Linked DNA regions of Oryctolagus cuniculus: region 1 is linked to region 2. The links are chromatin contacts, called in public Micro-C maps. All regions are on one chromosome and are shown on one strand. Each heading gives the region's core, a stretch centred on a gene start, on an enhancer-like site or on the middle of the called end of the contact. The rest is flanking DNA. Distances are from core to core; before and after follow the strand shown. Region 1 holds the start of KLHL20 (kelch like family member 20). Region 2 holds the start of PRDX6 (peroxiredoxin 6).

Region 1 (7,605 bases), core at 245-2,744, 180 kb after region 2:
GCAGAAGGAAAACACCTCTCTCTCTCCCTCTCCCCCCACCCCCTGTGTCCACCTCTCTCTGTAACTCAGTCAAATAAATAAAATAAAACTTTAAAAATTCAGTTAATGCTTAATCTAGCATAGTTACCAAGAAGTCAGCAGCAGTTTTTCATTGGTATTCCTGAAATTGAAACCCTCATCTTACACTTGAATCACTTGTTTTCTGAATATATAATAAAAATCAGGTGGCTGTGTGCTATGGGAACATTTGTAGAAAAGACAAATTGGAAAAAAAAAAGTTTCCCTTACTAAAGGGACTCCGCAAGTGAGCAGTTAGCCCAGTGGTTAAGACACTGGTTACCATCATTCCTGCATCCCACATCAGAGGGCCTGGATTCAGTTTCTGGCTCTGCTTCCAGCTTCCTGCTAATGCACACTCTGGAGGGCAGCACTGATGGCCCAAGTAGCTGGGTTCCTGCCACACATGGGGGGTGGCCTATGCTGAGTTCCCAGGTCCCAGGCTTCAGCCCTGGACCAACAGGGTCCAGCCTCTACTACTGGGGGCCTTTGGGGTGTGCAGCAGATGTGAGCACCCTCTCTCTGCCCACCTCTCAGATTAATAAACAAATAAATTTTAAAATCATGATGAAACAAGGCCGTCGCCACGGCTCACTAGGCTAATCCTCCACCTAGCGGCGCCGGCACACCAGGTTCTAGTCCCGGTCCGGGCGCCGGATTCTGTCCCGGTTGCCCCTCTTCCAGGCCAGCTCTCTGCTGTGGCCAGGGAGTGCAGTGGAGGATGGCCCAAGTGCTTGGACCCTGCACCCCGTGGGAGACCAGGAGAAGCACCTGGCTCCTGGCTCCTGCCATCGGATCAGCGCGGTGCACCGGCCATGGCGGCCATTGGAGGGTGAACCAACGGCAAAAGAAGACCTTTCTCTCTGTCTCTCTCTCTCACTGTCCACTCTGCCTGTCAAAAAAAAAAAAAAAAAAAAATCATGATGAAACGAGTCCGCACAAGCCCTCCACGAAGCGCCTGGGTGGTGCATACTGAGCAGCTAGGACAAGGTGACGCGGCCTGAGTCCTGGAAAGAACCTGGTGTAGTGAAAGCTGTGCTGTGGAAAATCTAGAGGGTTGGGCTTATTTCTGACTCGTCCGTGTATCCTCAGCACTTGGCACACGGTAGGGCCTGACAGCTACGGATGTAGGAACAAGCCTGCCCTAAAGCAACCTACCTGCTACAAGTAAATTAAAATTCCTAGCTTTCCGTTAACTTGTCCCCACTCGCATCTCTGTTGCTTTTCCTATAGAAAACGATGAAGAAAGGGGCAGACTTCAGTACTCAAGTACTGCTGGTCCGCGGTGAACTCTCCAGGTGCTCACCCTCGGGTTATGGGCAGGCGGATCTGAAGTTCCTGCGAGCTCCAGCGAAGGGCGCGGTGACTTCCGCGGGTGCACCGGAACCTCTCGGCGGAATGTGTCGTTTCCAGGGGGAGCGATTTAGGAGCCGGACTACTTCCTGCCCCTGGAGAGGGGCGGGTGCAGGGGGGAGGAAATAGCTGAAGGAGCTGCATCCTGGTGGTGGTAGCGGCGGTGGAGGCGGAGGCAGAGGAGTGGCGGGTGGAGGAGGCGGAGGAGGCTGCGGCAGAGAAGAAAGTGTCAGAGCCGGTAAGTGAGCCTCCTTAGAGCTGCAGCGTGCAGCCTACGGCGCCCCAGGGCTCGCTTTGCAAAGCTGTGGTCCCAAGTTGCTGGGCTGCCCTATGGGGTCGGGGCCGGGCTTCGTCCGTCGCCTGTCAGGCGGCCCCAAGAAGAGGCTGTTGGGGCACCGGGGCCGGGCCTTGCGGGGCGCCAGACTGGGCTCTCGCCGGCTGACCGCCCTAGGCTGGAACCGGGGAGCTGAGGTGTGCATTCCGGACGTCTCCCCCTTGGCGTTTGGCATCCCGGGGAAGGAAGGGGGTGCCGTGGGTCCCCCGGAGCCCCGGAGCCCCGGCGCAGCCTTGCCAAGGGGGGAGCGAGCGTTGTGTCAGGAATCGGAGGACAGACTTGGAACGAGGGCTGGTCTGGAGCCGCACTCTGCCTGCCCTGCTCGGGCTGCTGGAGGCGCAGTTTTTTGTCTTTGAAGGCAGACGCTTCGTGCTGCGCCGGCACTTCGGGACAAGTTCACGGCCTTCAGGTGCGGTGTTGAACCAGCCGTGCCCTGCTGTGGGTATCAGGGGTCGCCGCGTAGATGCGTTTGGGGCGAGGTCGGAGCTAAGCGACTCCAAGCACTTTTCGAGAAGAGACGACTCGGGCTTAGCCGCCGGGACTGCCCCGCGCCCCGCCTACACGTAGCATCGTCTTAGCGGGCGCAGTAAGGGCAGGTGGGTTGTGCATGTGCCAGAGGCCCGCGAGGCAGCAGGACGGACGAGTCCTGGTTCCTGACCGAGTGAGTGGATGGGTCCTGCGAAGTTGTTGCCGGAAAGAGCAGAAAGAGCTTTTACTAAGTTCCTGTTTTTCTGTTGCTTAAGGTTGGCTGTGGAGCGTGCCGAAGGGTGCTTTTCATGGTGCATGGAAGGAAAGCCAATGCGCAGGTAGGCGTTTACAAATGGAATCTTGGGTTTCACTGATTGAATTTCGGCACCTGATAACTCAAGGTTCCATGCAACAGTTTTCAAAAAGGTTTGCGAGTCTCACTAAACTCCGCTTGGAACTCATTCTTGTTCTAAAAAGAATCAAAAGCATTATCAGAAATCAATAGCTTTTTGAAAGAGTAAAATATGGAAGTCAAATTTCTAAAGGGTGTGGTGGGTTTTGTGTGGTTCTTAAATTTTCCTCTTTGCGTGGTGATTTTTTGTGATAACCATTAAATGTGCTATGATACTATAGGGGTTTACTATAATCAGTTCCCGGTAGAATGTAGAGGGTTCTGTTGCCATATACAAATAAGTTATTTATAATATGGTGTGCTGCATGCCTAATGATGGCTTTGGTTATTTCATTGATGTTCAATAGTACATTTGCTCTGTTAATTAAAATAGCCGCTTTGCAAGAAAGATTGTTTAAAGACTAAAAAAAAAAAAAGGTATTTGGATATAAGTTTGTAGAAAGCAGAACAGTATGTGGGAAAATATAGACAATTATAGGCCCTACCAACTCCAGAATGCAGTAGTGCTTCTTCTCCATCTGTTTCAACAAGTGAGACCAGATTCTACTGAAACAGAATCAGCCCAGTTCTGTTTCTTCATTTTTTAGACTCATTTTATACTTCTTGAACTCTGTTTCATCATTTGTTATTCAACGTCAAAGATAAACAACTATTTTAAGAGAAGAAACATTTCATGGAGGGGATGTCATTTATAATTCAAAAGAAGCAGAATGTACATCTTGTCCCAAATCTGTTGATTTACCAATTGACCTTGAACTGTTCACCTTGCTTGTATCCCCCATTTAATTCTGTAGTGTATCTGATTAGAATATTGGGCATTAATGAATGCTTGCTGGTGCTTTCAGATCTTCAGATAGAAAGATGCTATAGAGCTGACCAGTTGTGGTATTTGTATGGTACTTACCTATTGGAGGAGTAATATTTGACCACAAAGAACATGAAAAAAATTAACAACATGTATACAAATGCTTTATCACTTCAGTTTGTAACATGATTGCAAAAGCCACTGATTGACCTCACCCTCAACTGCCATAAATATCATATCTTATGTAATTGCTAAAACTATAGCCTATTGTTTTAAATGAAAGAGCATGGGAATGTTTTGGATTTATCAGTAATATCTGTATCAACTATTCACTTAATCGCTCATGTCCTTTCTTTGCTTGTTTTATTACATAATACTGTCAGTTATTCAAAATCATGTTGGATAATTCTAGTGCCATTAATTGTTAAGTTACAGCTCTTTCTGTGTCACCATCACTTGGCCAGAGCCTAGTCTATCCATTGCTCTCTGATCTTACTTTTCTCTACTACTTACATTAAGTCCCATCTTCCTAACCATCCCTTGTTGGACTTTCATGTCTGCTGCTACAACCCAGAGGGCAGTCTCCATCATGTTGGCTTTATACTTAGCTACTGGTAAAGAAGCTTTGAGTGCAGAGTAACCCTTTATATTAAGATTATTTGAATACATGTTCACTCTCACTTCTAGATTACTAACTCTTTGAGTTTATGTGTCTTCATATGTTTGCCTCCCTAGCACCTAATGATTACTGAATAAGTGTTTGAATGATGAAGTTTCTACTTTTCCTCTCAAGAAAAAAAAAACCTAAGAGCAAGAAAAGATTGAAAACTATTGTTAGAGAAATTCTAAATCTTGATTATAAAGTTTCATGAAGTCAATTGGCATTTTTGTTAGGACAGTTTCATTTATTTACTTAACTATTTATGTGTACATGATGTAAAATGTAAAGATACAATAGGATATTGGATGAAAAGTAAGTCACCCAGTGCCGATGCCAGCTCCAAGTTCTCTCCAAAGGCAAACACTGTAAGCAGTTTCTTTCCCAGAAATTGTAATGCACACACAAGCATATACAGGCTATCTTCCCATTTAAAAAACATTAATGTTAGCATATCAGGCATATTCTTTGTGCCTTTATTCACTTCACAAATTACTTTGTAAATTGTGACAAATACATATAGATTCAGCTTGTTTTTAATAGTTTTATACTATTCCATTTTCTGTACATACTGTAGGTAACCCATCCCTTTTGAGAAACATTTATTTGAAATGTTGTACTGTTCACTCTGGCCTCAGAATCAGCCCTTAAGGCATTCAGATCTAGCTAAAAAAGCCCATGAGAATGTCTCAGGCATGGAAAGCCAAGACAATGTGGCAAAAACAAAAACAAAAACAAAACAACCTAAATGAAAGATCTCTGTGAGTGAGATCCCAATAGAAAAACAGGCCATCAAAGAAGGAGGTACCTTTCGCTGAAGGGAGGAGAGAACTTCCACTTTGACTATGGCCCTGTCTAAATGAGATCAGAGTTTGTGAATTCAAGAGGCTTCCATAGCCTTGGCAGCTCATGATAAGAGCCTCGGGTGATTACTGACATCTTAAATAAGAGTGTCAATTGTTAAATCAACAACAGGAGTCTCTGTGCACTTACTACCCTTGTAGGATCTCTGTCCTTAATGTGTTGTACTATGCAAATTAACAGTAAAACTAGTATTCAAACAGTACTTTATACTTTGTGTGTCTGTGTGGGTGCAATCTGTTGAAATCTTTACTTAGTATATACTGTTGATCTTCTGTATATAAAGATAATTAAAAATGAATCTTAATGAAGAATGTTATGGGAGAGGGAGTAGGAGATGGGATGGTTTGCAGGTGGGAGGGTGGTTATGGGGGGGCCCACTATAACCCAAAAGTTATACTTTTGAAATTTATATTTATTAAATAAAAGTTTTTTAAAAAAGAAATGTTGTGCTGTTACAACTAGTGTAGTTTTTTACCCATACATGTAATTGTAGGATAAATTTTTAGATGTAGAATTGCCCAAAGAGTATGTCCATTTTTAAATTTTGGTAGATATTGACAAATCTCCCTCCTTAGAAGCTGTACCAATTTACAATCTCACCAACTATGTGCCTGTTTCCCAAAATAAAATTTTTCATTATTAATTTCATTTAGGAATACTGAGACATTCTGTAATATAATTCTTCCGCCTTTTCTTAAACATAGAAACAAGAAGCCAAGCCTGATTTCATTGAAAATTGGTTTGTTCACTCACCAAACATTTATATAGTATCTGTTCTATGCCTGCATATGAAATGATAGAAACACACATCATAATACAATGGAAACAGCATTTTAATAGAGAGATAAGCTGAGATGAGGGAATTTCTGCTCTGTGGAGATAAGGAGAGTATCACAGAGATTGTGCTATTTAAGTTGGATCTACAGAAAGGCTAAGAATTTACTTTTCTAAAGAAGGGAGATAGCGAAAGATGCCATAAACAGAGTGAACAGCCAAGATCCAGAAATGTCTGACATGTTTGAGTGGTGAGTTCTTAGGTAGTATAGGTTACTGGGGAGAAGAAAGAGAATCGGGGGGGGGGGGGGGATCATGAAAAATGAGACTGGGCCATGGGGAAGAGTTTTGTCTTCGTATTTAGGTTGTTTAAGAGTCAGGGGACATTGCTAGATCACGCTGTCCTTTGGGCTGAATCATAAGCACCTAGGGAATAGCCTGGAAAGAGGGAAGAAATGATGGCAAAAAATGAATTTAAAGGACTTGTAATAGTTTAGAAAGATGATGAGGATCTGAAGTAGATGTATGTCAGTGAAGATTAAGAAAAGAGAATAAATTATTTAGTGGTAAAACTTAAATAATTTGGTGAACTGAACTTAGAATGATGAAAAATTAATATAAGTCACTTTAGAGATTTCAGCTTGGGAAACTGGATGCTACCAGGATGAGATTAAAAATACAGGAAGAGGGGTTGACTGTGGCATAGCTGGTAAGGCCACCATCTGCCAATGCCAGCATTCCATTTAGGTGCCAGTTGCTGTCCAGGCTGCTCCACTTCTGACCCAGCTCCCTGCTAATGTGCCTTGGAGGGCAGAGGAGGATGACCCCTGGAGTCCCTGTACTCACATGGGAGACCTAGGGGAAGCTCTGGGCTCCTGGCTTTGGCCTGGCCCAGGCCTATCGGTTGTGGCCATTTGGAGTGAACCAAGGGATGGAAGATCTCTTTCTCTAGAGACTCTCCCTCTATCTCTGTGTGTAACCCTGCCTTTCAAATAGATAAATTTTAAAAAATACAGAAAGATGAACAGTACAGTAAGCCAAGAATAGATTCCATTTCACACACATTAGGAGTATTTTCTGGGCAGGCTTGTGGTACAGTAGGTGACACTGCTTATGAAGTGCACAGCCCATATCAGAGTGCTGGTTCCTGCTACTTTGTTTATGATCTAGCTTCCTGCTAATGTGCACCCGGGAGGCAGCAGATGATGACTCATGGTCTCCCTTGCTACCCATGTGGGAGACCCATACGAAGTTTCATGTTCCTGGCTTCAGCTTGGCCCAGTCTAGGATATTGTGGGCATCTGGGGAATGAACCAACAAATCAAAGAAACCTCTGTGTGTGTGTGTGTGTGTGTGTGTGTCTGTGTCTGTGTCTGTGTCTCTCTCTCACTTTCACTCTCTCCCTCACTGTCTCTTTCATTCTCACTCTCAACTATAAATAAACATTTTCCCAAGAAAATCACACAGTATTTTATAAAAAGATTATTTTGTCTAGAAAACAGCCATATGGAAAGATCTCGCATGTAATTATAATAAGATTCTGGGGCAAAATAGAGATTTGGTCTGGAAATTTAAAAACTGAAACATAAATATACAGTGTTTTTCAAGCTGTAGGCATGAATGAGGGTAGAACAGGAAAGGAAGAATGCCCAGGAGGAACCCTAGGGAGCACCAAGGATGTTCAAGGAGGGGCTTAAGAGGAACACCTGGTAAAAATTCTGAAATAGGCAAGAAGCTTTAGGTGCTTTGATCTTGATTTTATTTATATATATCTAGAAATTTTATTGATAATCTTTTACTTACAGTGAAAATCGAGCTACTCGTTGAGTTCAATTTCAAAAGACAAAAAAAAAATCCATTTAGACCTCATATCTTTAGAG
Region 2 (7,336 bases), core at 809-3,308:
CAAGGTTGTAGAGTGCAGATCCATTGCCTGCATGTAGAATCTGGTACTATAAATTCCAACAGGTGTTCATCCTGTTTTATTATAGTTGCATACTTTAGAGAAGGCAGGTCAGAGATCAGTAATTTGTCAGAGATCAGTAATCTGTTTCCACATTCATTCTTCATATTTATAGTGGATCATGTTTTCTAGTCTAAATCCACAACACATTATCAGTAAGGCCTTAAAGTCAAACTACCCTTCTCTTCTACTTCCTTTCTCCCCAACAAAAAGAGTTAAAACAGTGCATTTAAAACCAAAACATAGGGGCCAACACTGTGACGAAGGGGTACAGCCGCCACCTGCACTGCCGGCATCCCACATGGGCGTCGATTCATATCCTGGCTGCTCCACTTCTGATCCAGCTCTCTACTGTGGCCTGGGAAAGCAGTAGAAGATGACCCAAGTCCTTGGGCGCCTGCACCCGTGTGGGAGACCCCGAAGAAGCTCCTGGCTCCTGGCTTTGGATCGGCGCAGTTCCGGCCGTTGCGACCAACTGGGGAGTGAACCATTGGGCAGAAGACCTCTCTCTCTGCCTCTCTTCTCTCTCTGTGTAACTCTTTCAAATAAATAAATAAATCTTTTTTTAAAAACGTGGAGATTAGATTAGCTTTACAGAGTTTTCTAGAGTGGCTACCAATTTTACCAGTCATCTTACTGCAAGTCCTTGTTGTGAGGAGAACTAAGTATAAATTATACAGAAACACATCACTACACTGAAAACTCAGATCACAGCATTTGACTCCGTACTCTACCCACTGCCATCTTAACCCTGCCACGCCCCACCCAGAGGACTGTCCATCTCTGAACCCTAACCATTTGCATCACATCCCCTCTCCCTACCAACATTCAGCACAGTCTATCCTAACTGCATGTAAATCTGCGGCTGGCGCAGCCCACACATACCAGGAAAGCAACAGTGGCTGCATAGACCATGCTCACCACCCAAACACTAACAGCACTTCCAGAGCGCACACTGAGTAGCTGATCTGCACTCTCCCGGAAGCGTTCCCAGACCACCCACCCAATCCAAAGTCGCTCTGCAGCCACTAACTTACTTTCCTTCTCTAAATAGGCCTGCTGCGGTCTAACACCGTCCTGTCGGATCATGTATCCTTCGCCATCGTCCCCCCGCCTGGTACACAAGCACGCGTGGCACTGATACAGTAATAAGTGAATCTGAATCCCCCGTCCCCTGGGGAACAGAAGCGACCTGCACACGGTGCTCTACATTTCACATTGCGCTTTCAGGACACGCGTGCGGCGTGACTGTCTAAGGGTTCCTAAGGTGGGCGGGCAAAGGCTGAACAAAAACGGAAGTCTGGTTCCGTGGGACTTCGTACGGGAATTTCTGCTGCAATGAGAAAGCCACTTCCTCCAGCACTCGACCCCGGTGTGGCCACTTCCTCAGCCGCAGACGCGGCCGTGCGGGCTCGCGGGCGCGCAGGACTGAGGCGCCTCCGCCAGCCGTGCGGCGGCAGCGGACGGCAGCGCGCGCGGCGACTCCCCTACTTCGGCTGTCCGCCTCCTTTCACCCCCGAACCCGAACCGCCTCGCGGAGTCTAACCTGGCGCACCCCGCAGCCTCCAGGGGGCGGCGTTACCCCAGGCCCGCGTCACGGAGAGACCGGCGCCCGCGTCCGGCGGTTCTCACAGGGCGGGAGGCCGAGAGGCTGCCGGGCGCCCCGCCCCCCGCCCCGCCCCTCGCCCTCGGGCCCCGCCCAGGCCCCACACCCTCGGCCCTCGGACCCGCCCCTCGCCCTCGGGCCCCGCCCAGGCCCCACACCCTCGGCCCTCGGACCCGCCCCTCGCCCCGCCCCTCGCCCTCGGGCCCCGCCCAGGCCCTACACCCTCGGCCCTCGGACCCGCCCCTCGCCCTCGGGCCCCGCTCAGGCCCCACACCCTCGGCCCTCGGACCCGCCCCTCGCCCCGCCCCTCGCCCTCGGGCCCCGCTCAGGCCCCACACCCTCGGCACTCGGGCCCCGCCCGGGCCCCGCCCCGGGCCCCGCCCCTCTCCCACCAGGCCCCGCCCGCCCCGCCGGGCGCGCGCCGCGCCAGTCCGCCGAGCCGCCGGCTGGTTGCTGCCGCAGTCGCGCCTACGCTGTCCCTCCCGCTCCGCCGCTGCCGCCATGCCCGGAGGTCTGCTTCTCGGGGACGAGGCGCCCAACTTCGAGGCCAACACCACCATCGGCCGCATCCGTTTCCACGACTTTCTGGGAGACTCGTAAGTGGCCGCGTCGTCCGGTCCCGCCGGGGCCCGAGGCGCCTGCCTTATTCGGTGCCGGCCACCGGTTCCCGCACGTGCCTCTCGCCCTGCGGCCCCGCGTCGGCCGAGCGCAGGTGGGGGCCGGCCGCCCTCCGGTCACCTTGCCTGGGTCCCTGACCCCTCTCGGCCGCCAGTCGGGCTAACCAGGCTAAAGCGGGGGCAGGGGTGGGGGTGGGAACGCAACTGGGTTCCGCAGGCCCTGGGAACGCCAGGTTTCGTGTGGTTGAATTCCGTTTAGTAACCCGTGCGGGGGGCGGAGGCCGGGCGACCTCGGCGGTCACTGCCTGGGACTGGTGCCCGGGGCCGCACCACCCTCCTCCCCTCCCTCCGGCCTGGAATTTGCTCCCTGGGGAAAGAGGGTGGCCAGGGCCAAAGTCAGAGGACGGAGCTGCGGGCTGCAGGTTCGGGAGGGGCCCGCCCTCGCCTGAGAGTTCTCCTTGTTGCAGTGGTATTTGCAGGCTCCTGGGCCCCAGAGGAGAACCGTAGAGCCGCGAGCTGCCCAGAACACCTCCGCTGGCCAAGATAAAATTTGGCAACAGCTCTAGGGAGGAGCCAGAAACAGCCAGGCTGTGTGTAGCTGTGTCCTTGGTTCCAGAACTTGCAACACCTTCTGAGCGGAGAGCTGAGGTCTTCAGCTGCAGTGGCCTGTTCGCGCCCGGGGAGGGCCTTGCAGGCCGTGGGACGCGTGCACCTCCCCCCATGGAGACCCTTTTGTCTCCCTCTCTCGCTTCTGCCCTCTCTGACTGCCCTGCTAAGGTCTTCAGCTGCAGTGGCCTGTTCGCGCCCAGGGAGGGCCTTGCAGGCCACGGGACGCGTGCACCTCCCCCCGTAGAGACCCTTTTGTCTCCCTCTCTCGCTTCTGCCCTCTCTGACTGCCCTGCCTCCTCTCTGGCATCCAGCACGTGTGATAGCCAGCGTGGTGACCCAGTGTCTGGCCTGGTGGTCGCAGCATCATGATCGGGAGTTAATGGGTGTTGCTCTTGTTTTACAGCCAACTTTAAGTTGCCTGGTGTTCATCAGGAGCATTCCAGACACTTTGGGTAGGAGGTGTCTTCCCGTGGTGTTATGAGGCGTGCAGTCCTCCCAGCCTGTACCCTTTTTAGATACAGTAGCCAGAGACTCACCGGGGAGAGGCAGAGGAAGAAGTTAATGGTTGGACACGGCTGTGCTGAGAACCTGGGAGAGATTTTGTGTGTGTGTGTGTGTGTGGCTACACAGTAATTTTTTTAAAGGTTTATTTATTTTACTTGAAAGAATTGCAGAGGGAGGGATAGACAGAGAGAGGGATCTTCCATCTGCTGGTACAATCCTCAAATAGCCACAGCAGCCAGGGCTGGGCCAGGCTGAAGCCAGAAGCCTCTTACTCCATCTGGGTCTCCCACGTGGGTGCAGAGGCCCAAGAACTTGGGCCATCTTCCACTGCTTTCGCTGGCACATTAGCAGGGAAGTGGAGCAGCAGGGACTCCAACCTGCATCCCCCACTCACTGCAGATGGCAGCTTACTTAACTCACTGTGCCGCAGGAGAGATTGTTATACAACGGGCCCACACTATCCCTAAGCCCCTTCAGCCCAGCCACTGAGCAGCAGAAAAGTAAGCTTTGTCAGAGGAGTGGGATAGAAAGCCACTGAGAAATGAAATATTCAGATCTTGAAGGCAGGAAAAGACTTAACAAATAGAGCTTATGGCCAATGTCGTATTCAGAATCCAGGTATTAGTATTTCTCCCCAACCCTATGGAATCTTCAGAATGTGTTTTCTCCCCTACAACTCTCTCCTCCATGAAGTGAGGTTTGTCTAGATTAAAGGTAAATATGAAAGCTATTTACTGTAGCAACACTGTCAGTATTTAAGCTAACCATCCTTTTCCATTATTGTTTGTTGGCTTCTGGCTCTGTTTAGCTTTAATTGAAAGTGGTACCTTCTCAGGGAGCCACCAGTAAGAAGATGAGAAAAATATCCATGGGGCCAGCATTGTGGCATAGTGGGTAAAGCCATCGCCTACAGCGCTGGCATCCCATATGGGCACTGGTTCAAGTCCTGGCTGCTCCACTTCCTATCAAGCTCTTTGCTATGGCCTGGGAAAGCAGTGGGAGACCCCAAAGAAGCTCCTGGCTTCAAATCAGCTCAGCTCTGGCTGTTGTGGCCATTTGGGGAGTGAACCAGCAAATGGAAGACCTCCTCTCTCTCTGCCTCTGCCTATCTGTAACTCTGCCTTTCAATAAATAAATAAATCTTAAAGAAAAGAAAGAAAATAGGACATGTTTTTAGAAAATCCACATCTGTAATCAGATATGCAAGTCTGCCTATGATTAGACATGTTTCCTGTGCCACCTGGAAGAGATGTGAGCCATTTATAGCATTATAATATACAAATTTTTTACCTCTAATTTTTCTAAACTCTCTGATCTCAAGTCAGACTGTCATTTCTTTTTTTCTTTTTTTTTTTTCTTTTTTTTTTTTTTTTTTTGAGATTTACTTAGTTATTTGAAAGAACTAGAGAGGAAGAGACAGATCTTTCATCTGCTAGTTCACTCCCCTAATGGCCTAGGGACCTACTCCATACATAGCAATTGGAGAGAACCTAAGGATTTCAGGTGCTGCATCTAATGAGTTTATTGAGCCTTAACACTGCTTCTGTAGAAGGAACTACATCTTCACCAAACAGAACATACTTGGGGGGGGGGGGGGGATTTCTGGGGCTTAGTAAGCAGGAAATGTTTTCTTTAAGGAGTAATCCTTTTGTCTTGAAAATGTGAAAGGAAGGAAATGGGTAAATGTGATCGAATTACTCTCAATAGCAGCAGTCAGAAAACTTAGGAGGAAAGAAGCAGGCCAAGGGAAGGCATTGCTGGAGTTTAGCCTGTTTCTAGGCATGTGGCAGGCCGGAGTCTCGCCTTCTGAGGAAGGAGGGGATGCAAAGTGACTTCAAACCAGTGCCTGAGCGTGATTAAGCAACAGGGACTCTGCTGACCCACCAAGAAGCGAAGACTTTTCTAACTTATTACCCCTCTAACAAACTGCCTGTTCCATTTTTTTTTTTTCCTACTTTGGGAGACTTTATCTCGTAAATCTCATGTGACCCTGACTTAAGTTCTTTGCCATAGAATCTAAGGCCTACATTGTACTCACAGCTAGCTTATTTATTTCAAAAAATATATGCCCTTCTGTGGCTCTTTATTAGGAAGTAAACATAACACACTTCTGCCGTTCCTGCCCTAGCACTTCCATCCTGTTTGAAAGTATGGCTTTCTCTTCCTGAACCCTGGGGAGTTGAGCGACAGGTGGAGGTGGGAAGGAGGTGCCCTTGTATCTGTGTTTTTCTTTGTACCCTGGAAAATTTGTCAGACTTTGCAGGGGTCAGCTTAGCATCTAGGCTAAATTTAGTAATTACTAGTTTAGGGTGCTCCCTTGATGTTTTAAACTGATGAGAGTATGGAGAACTGAGTGTTAAATTTTCCTTTTCAGTTGAAAGAGTACTTTGTTCCCAGGGAGAAGGAAATGGGCCTCAGAGTTTCCTGGTGACTCAACTCAAAATGTGCTCCGAATTTGTGCAGGTTTAACCTCAAGGCAATGATGGTTTAGAGATCAGTACTTACCTACGCATCTGTAGTTGTAGAGTCTACATTGTAGCCTCCAGTTTTGTACCTGCCAGGAACTGCAGCTGAACAAGAGGTAGATAAAACTAAGTGCTATTGTTTCGTCAGGGTGCAAACACTGAGTGTCCCGTTTGGCAGATTAGTACATTTGGCAAAAGATTTTATATCCCCTCATTTCAAAGGAGCCAAGTGTCAGCTTGCGTTTTACTTACAAATCGAGGCTAGGTCCTTATTTAGTTCAGGTTACATAATCTGTTTATTGTTGCAGTCAGACATGTGCTTGGATGACACATTCCTTGTTGGAGCTGAACATCAGGGTCTTTGGTAGAAAAAAGCAGACAAAAGGATAAGAAGAAATAGAAAGTTATTTCACCAAGCTGTTAGCTTGGGTAGCACAGATTTTATTAGCTAACAGGAGTCAGAGCGGTACTATAGCTATTAAAAGACAACACCCTAAAATTAGTCTTTTTAAATAGCATCTTGAATTTTCATAATCTTTGAATTGAGCTCTAAACATAGGCTTTGTTGGCGGCGAGAAGATTATAAAGCATCGCCTAAGTAAATATCTTCTTAAGCATTCATTTAAGAAAGAAAACTTTATTTTTGGGGTGAGGGGCTAGAAATTGCAGGTTTTCATTCTACCTGATGTTGGTAACTCTTCATTCAGCTGTGCCCTTCTTCATTTCAGATGGGGCATCCTCTTCTCCCACCCTCGGGACTTCACCCCAGTTTGCACCACGGAACTCGGCCGAGCTGCAAAGCTGGCACCAGAATTTGCCAAGAGGAATGTGAAGTTGATCGCCCTGTCCGTAGACAGCGTTGAGGACCATCTTGCCTGGAGCAAGGTAGCGTACTGTGCTGTGTGAAACATGTATCTGGTCTTCTTCCCATTCCTTATGGAATCTTCAGAGTCCTGCAGGTCTTTTTGTATGCTAAGGAGTTGATTGCTGGCTGCTAGCCCTTAGGTAGCTTCAGCACTGGGGCTGATCGCCCTAAAGACTAAGGTAGGATTCGTGTTTGTAATGAAGCCTCCATAAAAACTCAAAGAAATTGGATTTGAGGAGCTTCGGGGAAGCTGAACATGAGAAGTTCCTGGAGAGGACATGGGAGCTCCACACCCTTCTCCCATACCTTGACCTATGCATCTCTTCATCCCTATTCTTTGTAATAGCCTTCCTAACAAACCAGTAAATATGGTTCTCTGGGTTCCGTGAGCCACTATAGCATATTAATCAAACACAAGGAAGGGGTCATGGGAATACCAGTTTATAGCTGGTTGTTCAAAAACACTAGGAAAGCTACCTGGAACTTGGCGATTGTCATCAGAGGTAGGGACAGTCCTACAGGACTGAGCCCTCAAACTGCGGGATGTGACACTGTCCCCAGGTGGACAGTGTGAGAATTTGACTGAATTAGATGACACCCAGGTGATGTCTGC

Evidence for each region. A called contact is a pair of places that touch in the nucleus more often than the background predicts.
Region 1: a Micro-C map of ear pinna shows a contact between it and region 2, with 5 times the contacts expected there. The contact joins the promoter of KLHL20 here to the promoter of PRDX6 in region 2. A contact is called at or near these places in 3 of 6 Hi-C or Micro-C datasets (ear pinna, skin fibroblasts and an unstated tissue).

Annotation. Positions count from the first base shown.
Region 1 is chr7:2,145,526-2,153,130 of mOryCun1.1, forward strand. KLHL20 (kelch like family member 20) reads left to right here and starts at 1,495. Exons shown (of 12, transcript XM_070077132.1): 1 at 1,495-1,648; 2 at 2,488-2,550. The coding sequence starts at 2,528. It overlaps ANKRD45 (ankyrin repeat domain 45), which reads right to left and starts at 1,444. Exons shown (of 6, transcript XM_070077134.1): 1 at 1,364-1,444.
Region 2 is chr7:1,962,064-1,969,399 of mOryCun1.1, forward strand. PRDX6 (peroxiredoxin 6) reads left to right here and starts at 2,059. Exons shown (of 5, transcript XM_002714992.4): 1 at 2,059-2,259; 2 at 6,587-6,743. The coding sequence starts at 2,165.